Regions from separate parts of the Mus musculus genome. Here region 1 is linked to region 2. The links are chromatin contacts, called in public Hi-C maps. All regions are on one chromosome and are shown on one strand. Each heading gives the region's core, a stretch centred on a gene start, on an enhancer-like site or on the middle of the called end of the contact. The rest is flanking DNA. Distances are from core to core; before and after follow the strand shown.

Region 1 (5,966 bases), core at 2,755-5,254, 200 kb after region 2:
AGTCTGTGCCAAAGCACCAAGCTCCATGGCTATGTGGCTGGGGAACAGTGGCTGGGCTCTGGTCTGGAAGGGTCCTCCAAAGTAAAGGTTTGGCCTTAGTCTGGCCCCCTATTCCCTACAAAACAGCTAATCCTGGAGATGGAGGGAGGAATGCCTAGTGAGTAGGAACATTCGCTTCAAAACCACAAGAACCAGAGTTCAAATCTCAGCCCCTAGAGAAAAAGCAGAGCACGGCAGCCCATGTGTACACCTGCAACCCCATTTTTACAGGGGTATGCCAGCCTAACTCCAGGGTCTAGGAGATATCCTGTCTCAAAGGAATGAGGCAGGGTGTGATAGATATCCAGTACCCTCCCCTGGTCTCCACATCTGCACACTGACACAATCACACACACACACACACACACACACACACACACACACACACACACACACACACACACGTATATACCACACACACACACTCACATACACATACCAAAAAAAAAAAAAAAAAAACCCCAGCACACCCATACCTGCTTGTGTCCCTCCCCCAAACTTGCATCACAAACAAGCCCATCAATAGGCCTTTGTTTCAAGGTTCTGTTTCTACACACCCTTCCCATGTGTTTGAGAACCGTTTCCCATCTCCTCTGTCTTCTCAGCTGCTTTGAGCACAATAATAAGAAGCCTCAGGCTAGGGTGGAGGGCGTGTGCCAAGAACAGGGCTTGGCATGAGGCCCATGGCTTCTGAGGCTGCCCAGTCAGTGAAGTTAGAGGAATAGCAGGGAGCGAGGCCTATGTCTTCTGATCCCCTCAACCCAGCTCCTGAGCTGCTCAGGAGTCCCACGAAACCCTGAACAGGTGCTCACACCTAGTCACCAAACCTCCATAACTACCTATCCCTGTCTCTCACCCAATATAAGGTATCTGCCCCCACCACACCCCGTGGGAGGGTCGCCTGCTCACAGTTGCTTTTTCTGTTCCCCAGGAAGTCTGCACCCCCATGCAGAATGCATTGCCAGAGCTGTTGGAGTCAGAGCCTGGGTTTCTGCAGCCTTAACAAGCCAAGTTTGGTCTTCCGTCTTCAGTAAGACCAACTGAAGAGTCAAGCAATAGTGGAAAGCAGAGACAGGAGGTTCGGTTTATTCTCTGTGGGAAGAGGACGGAGGTCCAGCAATCCTCCAAGTTACTTCAGGGTCCTTTCAGTGTAAATAAAGAGCAAGAGGTGTACATAGCTTAGCAGGCCTGGTCAAGGTGTGGTCCCACCCATCACTGACCCATCACTGTCCAGACTCCACTCTGTCCATCAAGACCATCGGGTGAACTGTCAGAACCCTGTGAGCTAAGTTTCTTCTCTGGTTGGTACCAGGACACCAGCCTTTTTCTTCTCCCAGCCTGAGACTCCTGGGGAATTCTAATCTCCCCAGGTCCGCTGTCTCGATAGTCTTAGAGCCAAAGCATGAGAGCTTCTCAGAATATCTTGGCTTCTGCCAATAGCAAATGTGCTGCAAGGGTGAGCCACATCAGGGCATCTGTAAGAAGGGGGCCTGGGCTCCACCCTTGCCTTCAGCAAACCACTTATTATATAGCTTGCATTTCTCACTGTCTACTAGCACAAAGAATACAAGAAAGAGATGCACTGCTGTTGCTCCCGACACCAAGAGGATATTTAGTAAGTGGTCCCATTTATACCTGTGATGAAATGCTATCTGTTTTTCCAAGGGTCATCACAGGTCAGCTTCGACCCCACAGAGGAAGCAGAAGAAATGTTGTCTCCCTTGTCAGGGTACGTGGGGAAGATGGGGCAAGTAATGGGACAAGGAAGGACCCTTCCCTCAGTGGCCACCAATCAGGTTGTCAGGCCTGGGATGGTAAGTGGGGATTATTGCAGCACTCAGGTAGAGAAATGGTGACTATGGACCAGGCTGGTTTTTTGTTTGTCTGTCTTTGAGACAGCATATCACATTGCCTAGGCTGGCCTTGAATTCAATATATAACTGAAAATGACCTATATACTCTACCTCAGCCTCCCAAATCCTAGGCCACAGCTATGCTCCCCCACAACCTGACTCCTGCCAGATTTTAAGATCCATCTTAATCGAGGACGATGGACATGCCCGGCTAGGTAGGCATGGTTCAAGAAGTTTCTTAAAGGCAAGTCCTGAATGAATATGGAGAGAGTAGCTAATTAGAGTGGGGATGGTAAGACAGATTTACAGTGCATGTGTGTGTGCACACATGTGTGTGCATGCATGCATGTGTATGTGTGTACATGTACCATAAAATGTGTATGGAAACCAGAGGAAAACCTTGAGTGTCCTTCCCTCCTGGTACTTTGTTTGAGACAGGATTTTTTTCTTTTTGTTTTCAGGGTTTTTGTTTGTTTGTGTGTGTGTGTGTGTGTGTGTGTGTGTGTGTGTGTGTGTGTGTGTGTGTGTGTTTGTTTTGTTTTGTTTTCTGAGACAGGGTGTCTTTAGCAGACCAGGCTAGTCTCAAGCTCACAGAGATCCACTTGCCTCTGCCTCCTGAGTGCTGGGATTAAAGGCACCACCATGCCTAGCTCAAGACAAGATTTCTTTTTGTTCTCTGCTGCCCACACCAAGTTAGCTGGCCCAGTTGCCAGAGAGTCTTTTCTTCGTGTTTGCTTGTGCTAAGGGCATTTTAACCAGCTCCCTACCTGCATCTCTCTCTCTCTCTCTCTCTCTCTCTCTCTCTCTCTCTCTCTCTCTCTCTCGATATGAGATCTCTCACTGTCCTGGCTTAGCTAGACTAGCTTGCCAGCCTAGTGGCCCCTGGCTTGTGCACGTGCTCCCTGAGCCCTCGGTCGTCCTGGCCTGGTTGAGTGGAAGTCGGTGACTTATAGCTGCAGCCATGGAAATAGAACACCCTTGAGAGATGGCAAGAAAGGCACCTGTCAGTGACTAGCAGCCAGGGGCCAGGCCAAGGGAAGAATGTGGCCTCTATGACATCTCTTCTGGAGGGGAGGACACTCTCAGTCTAACCCATGACACCCTCAGTCTAACACATGGGAGTCCATTGCAGAAGGGCAGAGGAGGGAATGGATGGTGTTTCACTAGCTTGTGTGTGTGTGTGTGCGTGTGTGTGTGCCTGAATTTGATCTCCAAGACCCACACGGTAGAAGAGAACTAACTCCTGAAAGTTGTCCTTTGACCTTCACATGGGTTCTGTGATATGTGTCCACGTGTTCACACAAACACACAAATAAAATGCAATTAAAGTGAAAAAAAGGAAGGAAGGAAGGAAGGAAGGAAGGAAGGAAGGAAGGAAGGAAGGAAGGAAGGAAGGAGAGCCATGAGGTACAGCAGCAAGGTCTATTAAGGTAGGAGAAGTCACTACGGGAGCACAGAGTGAAAACTGTCCAAGGCAGGGGTGGAAAAGCCTGGGGCTAGGAAAGCGCAGCACTAACTTCAGCCTTTGAGGACAGAGAAATGGGAAAACACTGCCGTAGGTCACGAGCCTCCTCCACGGAGGCCACAGGTATTCTTCAGGACTGGGAGCTGGCAGGAAGCCCCAGCCTCTCTCATTAGGTTAGCCGCACCAGCTCTCAGGGTTTTATTACCTCTGCGCTGCCTCGCTGCCTCGGAAGAGCTCAGCCCCATCTGGCTGTGGCTGTTAAAAATGTGCTTGGCTTTCTTCTTTAAAATAAAACCCCAATCAAGGGATAAAAGAAAGTGCTTTGGAGCTTGGCCAGGGAACCGCTGCTTACAGGTGGGGAAAGATGGAGGGCTGTGGGGGGAACTGGGGTGGGGTGGAGGGAGCGATCCGCTGACATAGCACCTGTGTTGGTGAACAGCAGAAGCTAGAAGCTAAGAGGTTTTTTTTTTTTTTTTTTTTTTTTGATGCTTAAACCCAAGAAGGATGGGTAATTTAGGGAGCACAGAACAAATGATCCAGGACAAGGGAGAAGAGGTGTGAACGCGGCAAGAAGCTCACAGCTACTTTTAGCTAGGTAACACGAAACCGCTATTAAAAGTCTGCTTTGAAACTGAAAGCAACATATGGTCACAATCCCATCACATGCGAGCCGCTTCCCCCTGCCAGCTATGCCCTGAACTATAGAAGGCGAGGCTGAGCCACGGGGCTTCAAGGTGAGCTTGTTTCCTAGGGCTACAGCCCCCATCCCTACCCCCACCACTGAGGGACAGTCACCAAGCTCTAACCCACACATAGGGCTTGGGCATTGCAAAAGAATAAGCCATGCTTGGGGCAAAATAGTTTGTCATGACCTGCCACCCACCCAAGTAGAATGTGCTCAAAGGGCCCATGGCACATGTGGTCACGGTCAGTGCTCAGCCCAACCTGCTTGCCTACGGGAGCACTGAGTCTACGGACTGGCTGGCCCTGGCCTCTGAAGTCAGCTTGTTTGGGCTAAGAGGGAGCAGTCCTTGAAGCAGAGGCTATCTCTGGTGATGGCAGCCAAAATGACAGAACCGCTACTACAGGGACTGATGCCCCCAAGGGAATGTGTCTTTAAGACCAAGGTCTGGGTGCTCCTTGGGGGGGGGGGTGAGAAGGGAGTACGTGACTAGGGTGGTTCTCCAAGGCCTTTCTCGTGTGTGTGTGTGTGTGTGTGTGTGTGTGTGTGTGTGTGTGTGTGAGAGAGAGAGAGAGAGAGAGAGAGAGAGAGAGAGAGAGAGCGCAGTTGCACGCTGGGTTGCAGCCCATTTGCGTTTCATGTGGAAAGGAGCTTGCTGAATTGCAGTGTGAGGAATTAGGGCTCCCCTGTTACTTTCCCAATCTTTCTCAGTAAACAAAACTCACTGTGGGAACAGTCTTCCTATGTTCTGCAATACAAATTGATTAATGCAATAAAAATGCGAGTGAAACCACCAGCCCTCACAGACAGTGGGCTTATGTTGTCTGCCCTGCTCTCTGCCACGGTGTTTTTCCTTAAGAGTTTGTGTATTGTTCATGCTTTGGCTTGGCACACACACAAAATCCAAAGCCCATAATAACGCAGGTCATTAAACCCAACAACTGTGTTTGGACCTTTTTCAAGGGAGTGATTCAGGCAGGCGTTCTGCTCCGAATCAGCTTCCAGGGAGTTACCAAAGCTACCCTCACTTAGGCAGGGTCCCAGACCAGCCTCAAGAGCTTTCTCGGGAAAAATCGACCCTCCTGTAGCCACTAGGTGGAGCTAGGTGTTTGCGAATAGCGTTCAATGAGCCTGGTGTGACTAAAAAAATGACATCTTTTTTTTTTTTTTTTTTTTTTTTTTTTTTTGGTATAACATTCTGTCCAAATAAAAACGAATGGGGCACTGGGAACTGGGAATGTAGCTCAGTTGCTGGAGTGCTTGCCGAATGTGCATGAAGTCCTGAGTTCCATCCCAATACCACATAAGGCAGGCATGATAGCATCTCACACCTATGCACTCTATATATGCCTGTAACTCTAGTTCAGGAGGATCCGAGTTCAAAGTCATCCTCAGCTATATTATGAGTTTGAGGTCAGTCCAAATTAAATGAGATCTTATTTTTAAAACAAATAAGTGAGCTGGGACTGGCGTGGCAGTTCACACCCATCGTCCTAGCACGGAGGCCGGAGAACCGACTAGCCAGCCTGGGCTACAGAGTAAGTGCTGCACTAGCCTGGCTTAGCACGTATATAGAATTAGAATTAGAGGGGAGAGAGAGAGAGAGAGAGAGAGAGAGAGAGAGAACAAACCAGGGTCTCCTCATGTATCTCAGGCTAGCCTCAAACTGGCTATTCAGCTGAGAATGGTCATGACATTCCCCATTCCCAGTACTGAGATGGCTCACTTGACCCCTGTGCCGGGTCTGTATGATTCTAGGGATGGGGCCCAGAGCATTAGGCTTGCCAGGCAAGCACTTGACCCATTGCCCACTGAGAATATTAAAAAGTGTTTTGTTCTAGTATAGAAAAAGTAATATATAAGCTCAGAAAATATGGCATTAAAAAGGTATAGGTTCTGACCTGGAATTGTAACCCAGTGGCAGAGC
Region 2 (6,065 bases), core at 1,076-3,575:
AGGCGGATTAGTCAGTAAATCACAGAGACCTGAACTCAACACCCCAAATCCAGTAAATCCCCAGGCACAGCCTTTCCCAGCACTGGAAAGGCAAAAACAGGATAATCTCAAGGGACTAAGAAAGACACTGAGCTCTGACCTCCCCAGTCACCCATGCACGGGAAATCACACACACAATTGCAGGCAAAAATTCACAAGAAAGTGAATTAGATAATTTCAGGAGATAAGAACACAGCAAAAGTGTTTCTTAACTGCAAGGCACTGTTGAAAGCTCTGCATGTAGTTCCTAACTTAATCCTTCCAGACCCTGTCAGAGGAGGGTCAGCATTATCCTACTTCACAGAGAACTTCAGTGTCTCTGTCACACGGCTTGCAGAGTGTCGGTTCACTTCTAGACCTGAAGGACACCTTGCCCAGCTTTCCAAAGAAGCAAAGAGGGCTAGTTGAGCGGTGTGTGTCAGCTACGTTTCTCACTGCTATGACAATGAAGTATCTCGTGAGGGTGGTGCGATGGCTTAGAGGGTAAAGGCACCTCCCGCCAAGGCTGACAGCCTGAGTTCCATCTCCAGGACCCAGATGGTGGCAGGCGACAGCTGACTCTAGTGAGTTCTTCTCTGACTGTGGCGTGCATGAGTCTATACTGTTAACATAATAAATACTATTGAATTTTTTTCTCTTAGTCAAACATAAGCAGTGTACAGAGGGTTTCACTGTGGCTTGAAGTTTAGAGATAGGGCCCATCATGGTGGAAAAATCAGGAAAACAGAGCGTGAACAGGACTGGTCACATGGAACCCAGTCAGAAAGCAGAGGGAGATGAATGCTGGTGTGGAACTCAGCTTGCTTGCTTTTCCTTTTTGTGCAGGTTAGGACCCCACATCATGAGGTGATGCTCCCTGCAGTTAGGGAGCCCTTCTCCAAACCCAATCCAGTTGACGATGATGATTAACCATCGCAGGAGATCACAGAATGCCATCCGCATGGGTAGCAATGATAAACCTGAAGGTCATGGTCGGACAGCTGGGAGTGCCCAGAATGAGCCACGCTTCTGTAGCAGCAAATGCATGGTGCTATGGTCCTTGGGGTGACAGAGGTTACCACTGAAACTTGAGAGAAAAGAGGGGGCAGATCTGGGAGGATGTGATGGCTAGTTTTATGTGTCAACTTGATACAAGCTGGAGTCAAGTTTGGGAAGAGGGAGCCTCAATTGAGAAAATGCCACACCAGGTTGGCTTGGAAGGGCCCACTTACTTTATGAAGTACCACCCCACCCCCACCCTCAACCCCACCCCCGTGCTGCTGGTTCAGAATGCTGTAAAAAAAAACGAAAAAAGAAAAAAGCCACAGGGAGCAAGCCAGTAAGCAGAGTCCCTCTGTGGCCTATGAATCAGTTTCTGCATCCTGGTTCCTGCCCTAAATTCCTGCCTTGACAAACCTGGATGATGGACAACAAGTTGTAAGATTTTCGAGATTAACCCTTTTTGCTTCCCACTTGCTTTTGGCAGTGGTGTTTTATCATAGCATTAGAAACCCTAGCCGAGACAGAGGATTTTCTTAAGGGGGCACCACCAGAGTGAATAGGGCCAGAAGCCAGGAGAACTGGCACGGCTCAAAGATTTATGTCCTGGTTACCACCCCAGCGTAGGCAGCAATGATGGCGGGAGTAGAGACAGGTGCCACTGTGGCATAGCTTGGGAGTTCCTCTGCAATCCAGTGAGTCATGGGGTCTCACAGCTGTCCTGCACTACTCGAGGAAACTCCTCCATCCATGGAAATGAGAGTTGTGTTATCATTTTGGAAATTCACCTTTCATTAGGATGTGACAGTGCCTTGTACTGTCGAACAAGACATTTCAGTTTCCTGTTTGTCAAGAAGGAAAGAAGAACACTTGGCAGGCTTTCTTAAAAAGAGTTAACTTTTAAAATTACTTGTGTGTGTGTGTGTGTGTGTGTGTGTGTGTGTGTGTGTACATTGTCTATGTGTATGCATGTAAAGGCCAGAGGACTACTTTCAGGAATCAATTTTATCTAGCCTGTGGGACCCTGGGATCAAACTCATGTTGTCAGACTTGTGCACAGGCTTGTGTGAGGGTTTGTGCAGGAAGCATTCTTACCTACTGAGCCATCTTGTGTACCACTCCCCCTCCCCCCACCCTCACCCCCCACCCTCACACCCCACTCCCACCCCCACCCCCGTGGCTTCTTTAGCTCCAGTGTCAACAGACATGAAGAGACTTTAAATCCATGTCTCCTATATAGAGGGTGAAAGCTCTAAAGACATACTGAGAATTCTCCATCCAGGCTGGGCCTGGAACTTGCTTTGTGGAGTGCTTGTCCAGCGTGCCTGGGGTTTGGGTTTTGACACTTGGCCTTGTATAAATCAAGCCTCAAATCCCAGAATTAGGAGGTAAAGACGGGAGAATCATAAGTTCAAGGTCATTCGCAGCTACAAAGAGAATCTGACGCTCAGATACATAAGAGCCTGTCTCTAAATTAAATAATTAACAAGTTAAAAAAAAAGAAAGAAAGAAAAACAATTGACTAATTCCTAGCTTTTGGAAATTCACCACAGAGCTGTCACCACCAGGGCAGCCGGGGATGGCTACCAAGGACCTCACTGTACTGTTTTTGCAACTGTGTGTGAGTCTGTAATTATTTCGAAATAAAAAAAGAAAAAAAGAAAAAGAAAAAACAAACATACTCTGGAATCACACGGAGCCAGCTCAAACATCACATCTGACACAAAAACAAGCTTTCATCATGGAAGCAGCTGTTTCTCATTTCACAACTTTAAAAAAAAATTGCTTGTAGGGCTGGGGCTGTAGTTCAACTGACAGTGTTTGCCTCGCATGCAGAAAGCCCTGGTTCGATTCCCAGCATGGCATAAACCAGATGTGGTGAGGGCACACCTGAATGCCAGCACCGAGGTTCCAGATCATCTTTGACAAGTTCAAAGCCAGTCTGGGCTGCATGAGCCCTTGTCTCAAATTAAAGAAGAAGCCACTGGGAGGGGTCAGTGGGTGAAGGCACTTGTCACCAACTCTGGCAGTCTGGATTTGAGCCCCAGGACATATGTGACGGAAGGAGAAAACTAATGAATGGATGCCTGTGATTGGCAGATGCCTGTCATGTGGGTTCTGTGACACACACACACATCCACTCACCTACCCTCTTCCACAAACACATAAATGGGAAAAAGAAAGTATATAAAAGAGTGTGTGAATCCATAATCTATTATGCTACCTATTTGTTTTCATAGTGTGATATTGCTATGGCCTTTTCCAGGGTCCTGAATGCCTTCTGTTACTCCAAAATATTAAACATTTCCTATGTGATTTACAGCCTGGCAAAGGTTGGGAGCTCTGGTGGGTGAACAAGGTTGCAGGAAGGCTGGACTCTAAGAAGAGTTGGGGCTGCCAAAGTTAGAAGCTGTAGCTTGGGACAGACTTTTCTGGATAAGTTTCATTTGCATTTTTATTACATTTTAATTGTGTGTGTGTGTGTGTGTGTGTGTGTGTGGCCATAGTTTGCCTTGTCTGTTCTCTTCCTTGCCTTGTGGACCCTGAGGATCTAACTCGGGTAATCAGATACATTATCAAACTCCATTACCTGCTCAGTCACCTCCCTGCCCCCTGGATGCTTTTCTGAACAGTGGAGCCTCCTGGCCTAAAGCTAGGGCTCTGCCAAGACAGCATGCCATTCCTGAGCTAAGGAGCTCACCTCCTATCTTCTTCTCCCTCTCAGTATCATAGAAGACGGAACCCAGGTCATGCCTACCTGCAGACAACCATCTCTCTTAAACATCTCTTTGACACTTCTACACCATCCACTAGACTGCTAGCAAGGCACTACAAGCTGAGCCTTCAGGAGAAACAGGGCCACATGGTGCTAATATCTCCGGTGCCATCTCTGCAGATCCATGTCTGGTCCTCTGGTGAGCTCATGGATAGCCATGGGTCCTGGCCAGTACTCTTGCAGAGCTGGCCTATGTGTTCAGTGGGCAGCAGGAGCATGTCTGTCTGATGAATCCCAGGGCTTCACCCAAGCCTCAGGTCTGAATGGAAACATTATCACAATTTAATTACCTTTCACAAACAGCAGCCTGGGAAACCCCACTCCTTGGCCAGAATGCCAACCTCAAAGGGAGCCAGGGGTGAGCGGAAGCTGTGCTCCCCCAGGGGTGAGGGGACAGCCTGGGGGATCTGTACACCCTTTAATGAAGCTTCCTAGTGACCCCCAGGACCCTCGGCGCTCATGGGGCCTATGAAGGTTCTCCCCCCCACCCTCGCCATGCAACACAAACTCTAGAGCCCGGCAAGCACATGGGGTTTTGTTTGGAATGTCCTGAGGGGTTTCCTCCTCCTTTCTTTCTTTCTTTCTTTCTTTCTTTCTTTCTTTCCCCCCTTTTCTGTCTTTTTCCCCCTCCGTGTGTGTGTGTGTGTGTGTGTGTGTGTGTGTGTGTGTGTGTTTTAATAAAACGGGTGATAAAGAGTCCTGCCAGGAACCATTGTCTTCCCAAGTCTAAAGTGTTCGAAATTAATTTATCCGCCTAGGATGGTGTATAAATTTCTCATTACGAGTGTCAGTGATGAACAAGAAACCATTCCAAGAAATGTCTCGGGCCCTTGCCAAGCCCCGGGCCCTGGGTCCCTCGCAGAGCCAGTGCCCGCGACAATGGGCTTCACACAGTCAGGAGTGTTAACTATGCATGCTTTCGCGTTGCCCGGGCTCAGCCAAATGTCCTGTGAGAACGACACGTCCACACCCGGTTTTATTATTCTACACAGATGCTGGCTCGTTGTGTGTCTCCAGCTTTCAGAGCACAATGCGGGGTGTTGCGGGGGGAAGTTGTGGTTGTGGTGGGTTTGTGCTGTTTACTATACTCTTCTCCCTTACTCCTAATTTGGGTGACCACACCCACTTCCATGCCACAAAAGGTTGACTTGAGGGGACAATCCTGGGAGAGCCCTGGAAGAGTGTGTTCGGGTGGGGGAGGAGTTACACGAATCAGTGAATTGAGTCTCTTTGAGGTGTGTGCTGGGCTATGGGGGTGGGAGGACAGGGAATGAAACCAAGAGAGAAAGGAGAAGGGGAGGGGGAGGTTAAGTCTTGGAATGGGAGGGATGGGAGGATGACATCTGAAGCTCTCCTCTCTGAATCCTACTCTCAGCTCCACCTCCGTGGTTGTCCCCAGGAGCCTAGACATTGGAGAAAGGAGCCTCCTGGGACTTCTTGCCATGTGTCTACCTCCAATTCCTACACACAACCTGCAACCTAACACCGGAGAAACTGAATGGGTGGCAAGCTGGGATGGGCCAACAGGCTGGTCTTTCCTCCTTCCCCAACAGTTGGTGGCAGTCTCTCACTCCACAAAGCGCGCCACCCAGTGGCTCCAGGGTGAGGCTCTGCACCTTTCTGCCTGCTCAGGTCGGCTCTGTCTTTGCCCTAAGCATCATGCCTGAAGCCCAGAACAGGTCTCTTGCCTAACACACAAGGTCTCCAGGAGCTTTGCTAGTGTCCACAGATCCTGGCCAATCAGTAGAGGATAGTTTTATCAAAGCCACTGAAATGTGGATAAATCTGAGACTCTGAGGGGAAGGCAAGAAAGCTAGCCAAGGAGCCAGGGAACCCCATTTGAGTCTTACCTTTGTCAGCATTCTTGTGTCACCTAGACCCATTGTGAATACAAAGTTCTGAGTCTGGGGTCCCTCGCAACCCCAAGTGATGGTCTTTAGGATGAGACTGGTGTCCATAGGCACTGACAGCAGGGAGGCTGGGGTGACTTCAAGGGGCTGGATATCAAGGCCAGCCACCAGAAGGAGCCTATGTGTAATTCAGCCTGCAACATTTCTAAGCCCTGAAAGAGCACATAGAGGCCGCTTCCTCAGGGGTCTTAGCCAGAGGGCTGGGCATGCTCAGACCAACAGGCCACTTTGCAGAAGCACCAGGCTTGGCAGGCAAGCGCATTGCCTGGTCTCTATGCCTGGCCATTGAGGGCAGGGCCTCTGCAGTGTGGCTGATTGGGATGCCTGGCAAGTCACCGGCCCCGGGCGGTGGGCCAGCCTGC

Evidence for each region. Hi-C and Micro-C count contacts between places; a contact is called where the count stands out from the background.
Region 1: a Hi-C map of muscle stem cells shows a contact between it and region 2, with 2.4 times the contacts expected there. The contact joins two enhancer-like sites. A contact is called at or near these places in 3 of 484 Hi-C or Micro-C datasets (the AML12 cell line, embryonic stem cells and muscle stem cells) and 1 of 115 datasets of contacts at active chromatin or transcription factors (embryonic stem cells).

What each region holds. Positions count from the first base shown.
Region 1 is chr1:119,453,302-119,459,267 of GRCm38.p6, forward strand. Gm46145 (a long non-coding RNA gene) reads left to right here and starts at 583. Exons shown (of 2, transcript XR_001779350.1): 1 at 583-843; 2 at 971-1,216. Within about 2 kb of position 4,005, at least 59 of the 459 cell types and tissues checked have an H3K27ac peak or open chromatin away from gene starts, as enhancers often do. A contact at or near this core is called in muscle stem cells, where this site is marked.
Region 2 is chr1:119,250,921-119,256,985 of GRCm38.p6, forward strand. No RefSeq gene overlaps it. Among named protein-coding and RNA genes, the nearest start is that of Gm33388, 51 kb to the right of the region's middle. Within about 2 kb of position 2,326, at least 21 of the 459 cell types and tissues checked have an H3K27ac peak or open chromatin away from gene starts, as enhancers often do. A contact at or near this core is called in muscle stem cells, where this site is marked.